Linked DNA regions of Mus musculus: region 2 is linked to region 1. The links are chromatin contacts, called in public promoter capture Hi-C maps. All regions are on one chromosome and are shown on one strand. The core of a region is the stretch at or near the end of the contact, and the rest is flanking DNA. Distances in the headings are between cores, read along the strand shown.

Region 1 (4,965 bases), core at 636-3,135:
GTAAAGCACAAAACAATCAGCACCCGCATTCACGGCTCTCGACCTTTGCTGCAGGCACACTGTGAACTTCCGCTTCACGCTGCAGGCACACTGTGAACTTCCGCTTCACGCCGCAGGCACACTGTGAACTTCCGCTTCACGCTCCTGACCTGTGTGTTCCCTGCCAGGGTGGATTGCATCTTCAAACTGTGAGTCAAAATAACTTTGTCGTTCCTTGAGACATTTCTGTCAGGCATTTTATCAGAACACTGAGAACTGTAGTTATAGGAAATAAGATAAAATATAGGCCCCATTTGGTATCAGTACAATCAAAGCGAACAAATACAGGACCAAGGAGACCTTGTTTACTTGAGCTTCCAATAAAAACAAACAAACAAACAAACAAATCCTTGCTTTACTCAAGTCCAGCACAGAACAAGACTGCACTTCTCCAGGCTTTGTGTGCTCCATGAACCAAGCACTCGGAGGGAGGGATTATCATCCGGTTTGGAGCTTTGATTCCTGGGGCAGTTTTAGCAATTTAGAGTTTGCACCCTCACTTACAGAAAAACATTGGTGTAAAATGAGCGTAGTGATTTAACCTTAGAATAAAAAATGTGTTGGGGACAATGAGTGAGCTCTGAGATGTACATCAGAGCGCTTGCAAACCCCTGACCAGTCTTGCGCACTGGATAAGGCCCTGAAGCAAGCAGGCTTTTTATAAGGTCGCCACACATATTCTTAGTGTCCTGAGAGGGGGAGCTGCCCACCCTTTGCTATGCCAGAAAGTTAAATAATCCATTAGTTTATTTATTTATTATGAATTATTTGTAAGATATTATGAAATTTAACCAAGTCATTTCTGAAGCCTTGTTCACTGCCATCTTTAACCCCCTGCTTTGTTTTTCCTGGGCTTTGCGTCTGAATCCTTTTCTGGCGTTTTCTCTTCATCCTCTTCAATTCCTCATTGAAGGCGCTCCCTTGGCTTAATATTTAGAAATGTCTTATTAGTATACTCATCAACACGAAAATGTATCAAAGAGCCAGATTTCTTTTCTGATTTCAATTACATACCTGTGGTCTTAAACCTCTCTTTTGCTTTGGGGTATATTTTCCTACCTTACAGCCACTTTCTTCTGCTTATAACTGGCAGCTAAGTTAGCCTAGGATACGGTTTATGGTGCTTTGTTTTCTTTCCCAGAATCTTCAACGCCTTTAAACCGAGTAACCTTATCTTTGCCTTTATTCAATGGTCGGCCTGCGTTTCAACTTCCCTTTCCTCCCTTATCTCAAGCTATTCTCTGAAAAAGCCCTACTCAGGTTAAATCGCTCTTCCGGGTGGCCCTTCAAGCACGGGCCATTTCTTCCTTACCAAAAGCAAGAGCACATTTTTTTTTTCCTTACCACGAGTGTTGTGTGTTTGCTGAGATTTCTCTCAGCACTGAACGCCATCCAAACGTCATCATTTTGCCATATGTACTTCCACACAACGTTCTCTAGTCCTGTCCACACCATTTGGGGGTCACATTTTGTTTGTTGACTGGCACTTTTTAAAATTGCTACTTGATTGGTCTGTTTTTCGTCCCAAGTGTCTGAGTTTCGAGAAAAGGAGGGCGTGGCACAGCGCGTGCGCAAACCTGTCTATACAGTACCTTGAGTTTAACAAAACTCAGAAATGCCAGAAGCCTTCCCCCAAGGGTTGAAGTCTCTCGCTCTCAAAGGAGACTTGGTCAGGTCAGGGGCAGGTTGATTAATAGGATCTGAGTTAAATGGCATGGAACCTGTAAGCCTGGCTGTGTGCAGTCTGACTAAGTGAGCTCTCGTGGTACACATCATTGAGGCTAGCTCAGGGAGAACACGAGATAGCAGACAAGAGTGGCACACATTTTTTTTTACTTACCAGATGTAGCACCACTTCTCCCCAACAGGTGGCGCTGGTTCTCTGTAACATTTTGTTCTCGCCCCTCCTCTCTCTTCCCCTCCCCTTTCCTCCCCTGCCTCTCTTCTTGTGTCATCTCTTCTCCCTTCCCTTTACTCCCTCTCTTGCTTTCTTCCCCCACTCCATGGGCAAGCATTTTAAATAACCAGATTGCGATTTGTTTTCCACTTTGAGTTTAACATCTCTCATGCTGGGCACTGGTTTTCATTTATTATCACAAATCTACCTCCTGGCGAGTATAATCGGTGCGGCCATTATCCCATACTGTCTTGGCGTTGACCCTGCCAGTTAGTAAGGTCTCTGCCACTAATTGCGATGTGACAAGAACCAGTCTCAGTCTCAATGTTAGAAGATGCCAGAGGAGTCACAGAACAGACTTTTGTAGGTGTGTGTATGTGAGTGTGTATAAGTGTGTGTGTATGGTGTATGTGTGGTGTAATGTATGTGTGCATGAGTGTGTGTATGTGTAAGTGTAAACATGAATGTGCGTGTATGGTATGTGGTGTGGTATGTGAATGTGTATGGTGTGTGTGTGTATGAGTGTGTGTTGTGTGAGTATGTGTTGTATGTGTGAGTGTGTGCATAAAAATTTGTGTGGTATGTTTGTGTGGTGTGTATGAGTATGTGTTGTGTGCGTGTGTGTGTGTGTGTGTGTGTGTGTTGCTTGTGTGTTATATGTATAAGATGTATGTTGTATGTGTTGTGTGTGTGTTGTTTGTGTGTTATATGTATGAGATGTATGTTGTATGTGTGAGTGTGTGTTGTGTGACTGTGTATGTGTGTGGTGTGTGAATGTATGTGTGAGTATGAGTGTGTCTGTGGTGTATGTGAGTGTGTGTATGTGTATGAGAGTGTGTATGAGTGTGTAAGTCTATACAAAAAGGATTTTGTAGAGGATTTTGTCTCATTTTTCTTTGTAGTATCTGGCCCCTGCTAAGTCCTCAGTAAGTATTTATTGAGAAAGTAAAACCTGGAATGAAAGAAAGGAAGAGATGAAGGACAGGAAGCAGGAGGCGCTTTACAGACTGAGCTGTGTCTTCACCTCTTCCCAATACGTTAATTACAATTTATATTGTCTCAAAATGTGATGGATCTCAGCACGATGATGAAGCTAAAAATGAAGCTTTTAGAATGACCTTAATGCAACCTTACTGAGGTACCCCATAAGGAGATGAACCTACACAGATGCCAGGGCACACTGGAAGTGAATGCAGAGAAAGAAAACCATCTGTGAGCCGAAGAGCAGGCCTGGGGAGCCCGAGAGAATAAGTATTTTTATAACCTACAGCTTTTGCTGAGTAGAGTCTGACTCCCAAGGGACTCCTCCCATTGTCCCACTGTGAAGTGCAGACTCTTTCGTGGCAACGCCTTTATTAACACAACTGCCTCACGTGCCACTCTGAGTTCACACTCATCTTCTTGCCAGACCAGGAGTTTTTCATGTTCTTAGGCTTTGCCATTTGCCTTCTGGGCTCACTATAAATCTGACTGCAAACGGCGAGCAGTAACCCTGCCACCGGAATACCGTCAAACGGATTAGGGCATTCATATTGAAGCATCTTCACTTAGACTTTTAAGACATGGGAAAAACCTAGGCAAAGTCTTTGCCAGGATATAAGCTGAATGACCTCCAGCTCAGTCCCCACCTGAAGCCTCAGGAGTGCAATCTTGACTGTTTACATTTCTCTTAACTTGCTGGTCTCATAACTCTAATCAGAACTGCCCATGAAGTGGGGACTCACATCATTCGAGGGTACTGCTAGCTCTGAAGTCTTCCAAATTCAGAGAGGTCCCCAAGGCCAATGACAGTGGTGACACCACTTCTCCAACACCAGCTTGCTTGCTTTTTTTTTTTTTTTTTTTTTTTTTTTTTTGACACAGGGTTTCTCTGTATAGCCCTGGCTGTCCTGGAACTCACTTTGTAGACCAGGCTGGCCTCGAACTCAGAAATCTGCCTGCCTCTCCCTCCCAAGTGCTGGGATTAAAGGTGTGTGACACCACCGCCCGGCCAACACCAGCTTTCTATATCACTCTTTTCTTGGCTGTGACAGCTTATTGACAGAAACATTTAAAGGAGACAAATGCTTGGCTCAGGGTTTCAGAAATTTCAGTCCTCTCTCTCTCTCTCTCTCTCTCTCTCTCTCTCTCTCTCTCCCTCTCCCTCTCTCTCTCCCCCCACACCTCTGTGTGTGTGTATGTGTGTGTGTGTGTGAAACATGCTGGATATGGTTCAGTCCAGGATGGCAGGGATGTGCAGCAGAGGGAAATACAGTATGCTTGCGGCCTAGGGACTGAAAAGAGCTAAGGGAAAGGTTTGAACTTCCCAGTCTTCAACCTAGTAATTTACATCATGGAACCAGACCTCAGTTAAAGGATCTACGACCCGCAAAACAGCTAGTGGCACAGAAGCAAGCCTCTCGTGCAGGAACCCGCGGACACCACTTCATGTTCTCCAGGCTTGGCTAATCTCCAAGATTAGCTTAGGTGAGAAGAAAGGAAATAAAGAGGAACGGAAGTGAAGGAAGGGAGGCAGAACGGAGATACAAAAGATGAGAAAGAAAGAGAAAAGAATGCGGGACAGAGAGAAGGAGAGAGGGGGTGTGGTGGGGAGAAAGACCCTTATTTGTAGCAATGCTTAATAACCAGTGGCCTTTTCCGGAAGCTGAGATGGCTCGCTAGGTTTTGAGCAATCTCTGAAATCAGAAGCAGAGAGGTCCCTGGCCAAGCGGACTGTTTTATTAGCTCCTGTTTTATCCTGCTTTGGTGCAGGTGATAAATCACAGGATGAGTTCAGCAGCTCCTTTATCTCAGGGAGAATAAGTCTTCCTTGCCTCCTGGTCAAGTGTGGCAGCCACCCTCAGATGCCTGACAGTGGCCTTCATCCCCTCTCCCAACGTCATGGAAAATGTCCTTTCAAGAGGAACATGGAAGGTTTTGGGAATGCATTCATATCCACAGTTTAAAAAGTTCAGGAAATCTAACCAGAGATTTATTAGATTATCACCTAGAATAAGAGCCACTGCTCATAAGGTAAGCAGCGTGAGGAA
Region 2 (4,965 bases), core at 771-3,270, 250 kb after region 1:
TAAATCTAAAGAAAAAGAAAAAAAAGAAAGAATGGAGGCCACACGTGGTAGTGAGCTCCTTAAAACCCAGGTCACAGGAAATCCTTCAAAAATGACCAAGAGAGGGTCTGAAAGCTGTGCGTTCACATGTGTGAGTGTGAGGGTTCAATGTTGGGGACAGAGTCCACAGCTTCTTATATTCCGGCGAGTTTTATGTTAACCTTTAAACCCTTTATTTTTTAAAATACTCATGAGTTCACTACCTTTCTCAGGTTAGGTACAGGAAGATACATCATACCCTAAAGATTCCTTTTTACTTTATTTTATCCATGTCAATGTTGGCCTGTATGTATGTATGCATGTATGTGCATTACATGCACGCCTTGTGTACTCAGAGACCAGGAGAAGACATCAGATCCCATGGACAAGCATGGTTGTGAGCTGCCATGTGGTGACAGGAACTCAGTTTGGAAGAGGGAAAAGGGCTCTTACAACTCAGCCATTTCTTCATTCCTCCTTTATGTCTTTTACTTGGTTTTCTTTATTAAAAGTGGAGGTGGGGTGACCTGATCTGGTATTAGATGAGGGAAAAGGACTGAAGCCTTGAGGGCCAGCAGAAAGAATGGAAACAGGAGATAGGAGGTTGGGGGTGGGGGGGGCTCCAGAATGTACCAGAGACCTGGCAGGTGAAAGACTTTCAGGACTCAAAGGGAGGGACTTTTGATGAAATGCCCGATAGTAGGGAGAGGGAACTTATAGAGCCCACCTCCAGCAGGAAGACAGGGCATCAAGTGAGGGAGGGGGTTGCCATCCCACAGTCACAACTCTGACCCATAATTGTTTCTGTCTAAAAGAATTGCAGGAATGGAAATGGAGAGGAACCTGAGGAAAAGAAGGTCCAGTGACAGGCCCAAAGTGGGACCCAGCCCAAGGGGAGATCCCAAGACCTGACACTATTACTGAGACTATGGAGCGCTCACAAAAAGGGACCTAGCATGACCACACTCCTGAAGACCCAACAAGCAGCTGAAAGAGTCAGATGTAGATATTTGCACCCAACCAATGGACAGAAGCTGCTGACCCCTGTGGTTGAATTAGGGAAAGGCTGAAAGAAGCTGAGGAGAAGGGTGATCCTGTAGTAGGACCAGCTCAATTAATCTGGACCCCTGAGATCTCTCCAACACTGCACCACCAACCAGGCAGCATACACCAGCTCATAGGAGGCCCCCAACACACATACAGTAGAGGACTGTTGGGTCTGTGTTCACTCAGAGATGATGCACCTAACCCTCAAGAGACTGGAGGCTCCAGGGAGTTTAGAGGCCAGGTGGGGACATCCACGTGGAGACAGAGGATGGGGAGGAGGTGTGGAATGTGGAGCAGTAGGAGGGTAGACAGGGGGAAACGGGGGAAGGGGAGAATAAAGTATGGAGTGTAAAAAAATTAATTAATTTAAAAATATTTTACTTGACTAAATTTGCATCGATATAACTCTTGAAGCGTTTTTCAGATCCATCGCTTTGTTACCTTCTAGTTCCTGTGTGCACATGTGTGTATTTTGTTGCATATATACATAACATGTATTTTTTTTTGAAGCAGCATCTCATCTAGTCTGTGTGAACCTCAAGCATGTTATACATCAGAGGATAACCTTGAACTCCTGGTCCTCCCAATGTTGAGATAGTAGGCATGGCCAGATATTTATATATCTGATTAATTTTTAGTTTTCATTTTCTGCGTTTACTTCCTGTAGGACGTCTTAGTTTGACCTAAGAAGGAAACATTGGCATAAAGGACCCGCGTTCTGAACTACTGTAAACGCCGTTTCTCTGGCTTTACATTTGTTTAGTTCGTGGGTGGGAGGTAATGGGCAAACAAACAAACATCCTGATGTTGCCAAGAAAACGGTGGATTTCCAAGTATCTGACGCACACATAAACACGTGTCCGTTTTTTCCTGTTTTAGGCATCACAATAGAAACGCCTGGCTCCAGGGAGGCTGCGGCACTGACTGGTGTGTGCCTGAAGCCCGCTTCTGCACAGGAAGTGACCGCGGGTGGTCCCAAGCCTGCCTTGCTCTCTTTCCTGAAACAGATCAGATGCTCTCCAGCAGATTCCTCTCTGTTTCCTCCTCTATAGGCGGAGGAGGAGCGAGCGAGTCGTCCTGTCTGCCCCTCTATGCAGAAGGTGAAGCAGAGGTGAGCATATTTTCCTTTTTCCAGCATTTTCCTTTTCCCACGGCGGCCACGATAGTTTCCACAAGTGGTTTTTTTAGTGAGCGGAAAATACACTTTAAAATCCTGTAACAAATTTTTCAAAACTCAGCGCATGGCAAAATCCTAGCCAGCTGTGACCTTTCTCACTATCCCCCACATGCCTCAACCTTTCTTTCTACCTCACTGGATATTTTATTCTGGTAATCCATGGTCTAAGGTGGAATGGATAAAAGGAAAAGTCTGGTTCAGACTTCAGAATCAGAATGCCAACGTAAACAAGAAAAAGTCAGAGAACTTTGAATAATCAAGCCCTTTAGCTCAAGTTTAACCCACGCCAAATGTCAATGAAGATGAAGGCCACAAGATGAACTTGTTCGTGTTGCTGAGAACTACAGTGTCCTTTGTTTCCTTCCCTTAGCCCGATGTGAATGGACGGCTGCTGCCCGTAAGTGAATTCTATATTCTAAAAGACGTCGGAATGCTCCCCAGCCCCAAGAACAATAAGCCACGGACAGGAAATGAAATATGAAGCAAAGCCAAAACCCTTACTACAGCTTTGTTTTATTAAGCTCTGTGCTCATGAGATACTGTCAGCCACGATGAAATGTGACTTTTCTAAACGTTATCATTTAATGACGCAGAGGATGCAAAAATAAAACAAGCCATGCCCAGATGCTGATGGCAGAACAAGTGGAAGTGGGCATTATAGCTACATTGACGTGATGACATTTCCATACTCAGTGCCGAAAGCTGGCCAGCTCTCAGGGTTCTTTTTAGAGACTTTCAAGGCCAGCTCCTATGACCACAGAAGTAGATCACTTATCTGTCTGTAGGTGAAACTGTCATCCAATAACAATCCAAAACTTCATCTGAACACACTGATTTAGTTCTCATTATCATTAACTAAAAACAGTATGAGGATGTTAAACATTGAAGGATATAGAGTTAGGAGTCCCAAGAGAGCCTAGGCAGTCAGTAACAGTGTAGCAGTGAAAATGAAACTCCCTGTGTAAGAACAAGGCCTTTCCACTCCAGACCACGGCACTCTGTCTGCACAGAGGCTCCAAGTGGAAAAGTACTGAACTTGCCCGCTTGATAGTTCATCTTCCAAACCACGGTCTAGAACCTGATGGGGGCCGTTTATGTGAGAGGCCACAGTGACTAACCCACGTCTGTGTGCCATCATAAGGAATTCTTCTTTCCTCTTCTCCCATCCAAACAACAGTGAAAAGAAAATGGGAACAAGTTTCACAAAAATGTTTGCATATTGCTAAATGTTTTGCTTTAAGAAATACTTGTCACACCAAAACCCATGAGATGCAGTTTGTGTGTCTTTCTTTTCTTTGCCTTATGTTTGAGTAGAAGATATCATCTAAAATAAAACTTTTAATTAAAAATCTTCTGACATGAGAGAGAGTCCTTCAGCCAAATTAGCTCCTGAGTTTGCTGTGACATATGATGTCAAGAGTCTTGCCAGTACAGATAATCTGGGACTAAAGATTGACCTCTGACTTATACAGTAGAGAATGATGATTCCCAATAATCCATATGTTAAAACTTCAGTTGTGGGCTAGGTTAGAGATTTCTTTATTATAGAGCAGAATAGTAACAAGAATAGGAAGCAAAGCAGGAATACTGTTATCCTTTTAATATTGGAAGGATCCACTCTTGGCTTGAGTAGTGAGGAAGTAATTAAGGTAAATTATCCTCCCATGTATAACATGTAGATTACATGCCCCACTATGTTCATAGCAGCTTTATTTATAATAGCCAGAACCTGGGAAGAACATAGATGTCCCTCAACAGAGGAATGGATACAGAAAATGTGGTACATTTACACAATGGAGTACTACTCAGCTATTAAAAACAATGACTTCATGAAATTCTTAGGCAAATGAATGGGACTAGAAAATATCATCCTGAGTGAGGTAGCCCAATCACAAAAGAACACACATGGTATGCACTCACTGATAAGTGGATATTAGTCCAGAAGCTCGGAATACCCATGATACAATTCACAGACCACATGAAGCTCAAGAAAGAAGGAAGATCAAAGTGTGGGTGCTTTGGTCCTTCTTAGAAGAGAGAACAAAGTACTCAAAGGAGGAAATAAGGAGACAAAGTATGAAGCAGAGACTGAAAGAAAGGCCATCCAGAGATTGCCCCATCTGGGGATCCATCCCATATACAGACACCAAACCCAGATACTATTGTGGATGCCAAGAAGTGCTTGCTGACAGGAGCCTGATATAACTGTCTCCTGAGAGACCCGGCCAGAGTCTGACAAATACAGAGACAGATGCTCACAGCCAAAAATTGGACTGAGCATGGGGTCCCCAATAGAGGAGTTAGAGAAAGGACTGAAGGAGCTGAGGGGGCTCAGAACTCATAGGAAGAACAAGAATATCAACCAACCAGACCTCCCTCCCCTAGAACTCCCAGGGACTGAACCACCAACCAAATCGGACATCATGAAAGGAGAGGCCCTTGGTCCTGTGAAGCTTGATGTCCCAGGTTAGGGGGAATGCCTGAGAGTGGTAGGTGGGTGGGGGAGCACCCTCATAGAAGCAGGGGGAGGAAGAATGAGATAGGGGGTTTCCGGAGGGGAAACTGGGAAAGGGGATAACATTTGAAATGTAAATAAAAATTTAAAAATAATAATAATAAAAAGAAAAAGAAAAATAGAAAAAAATACACACACACACAACACACACATACACACACAAACACACACATTCACTCAGCACTTCTAAAACAGTAAAGCTTCAGGT

Evidence for each region. Promoter capture Hi-C pulls out the DNA fragments that hold promoters and counts their contacts.
Region 2: a contact with region 1 is called in a promoter capture Hi-C map of liver, with 2.5 times the contacts expected there. The contact joins two enhancer-like sites. A contact is called at or near these places in 1 of 39 promoter capture datasets (liver), 1 of 484 Hi-C or Micro-C datasets (bone marrow-derived macrophages) and 1 of 9 other capture datasets (embryonic stem cells).

Annotation. Positions count from the first base shown.
Region 1 is chr10:21,419,331-21,424,295 of GRCm38.p6, forward strand. No RefSeq gene overlaps it. Among named protein-coding and RNA genes, the nearest start is that of Aldh8a1, 45 kb to the left of the region's middle. Within about 2 kb of position 1,886, at least 11 of the 459 cell types and tissues checked have an H3K27ac peak or open chromatin away from gene starts, as enhancers often do. A contact at or near this core is called in liver, where this site is marked.
Region 2 is chr10:21,667,146-21,672,110 of GRCm38.p6, forward strand. No RefSeq gene overlaps it. Among named protein-coding and RNA genes, the nearest start is that of Gm5420, 21 kb to the right of the region's middle. Within about 2 kb of position 2,021, at least 47 of the 459 cell types and tissues checked have an H3K27ac peak or open chromatin away from gene starts, as enhancers often do. A contact at or near this core is called in liver, where this site is marked.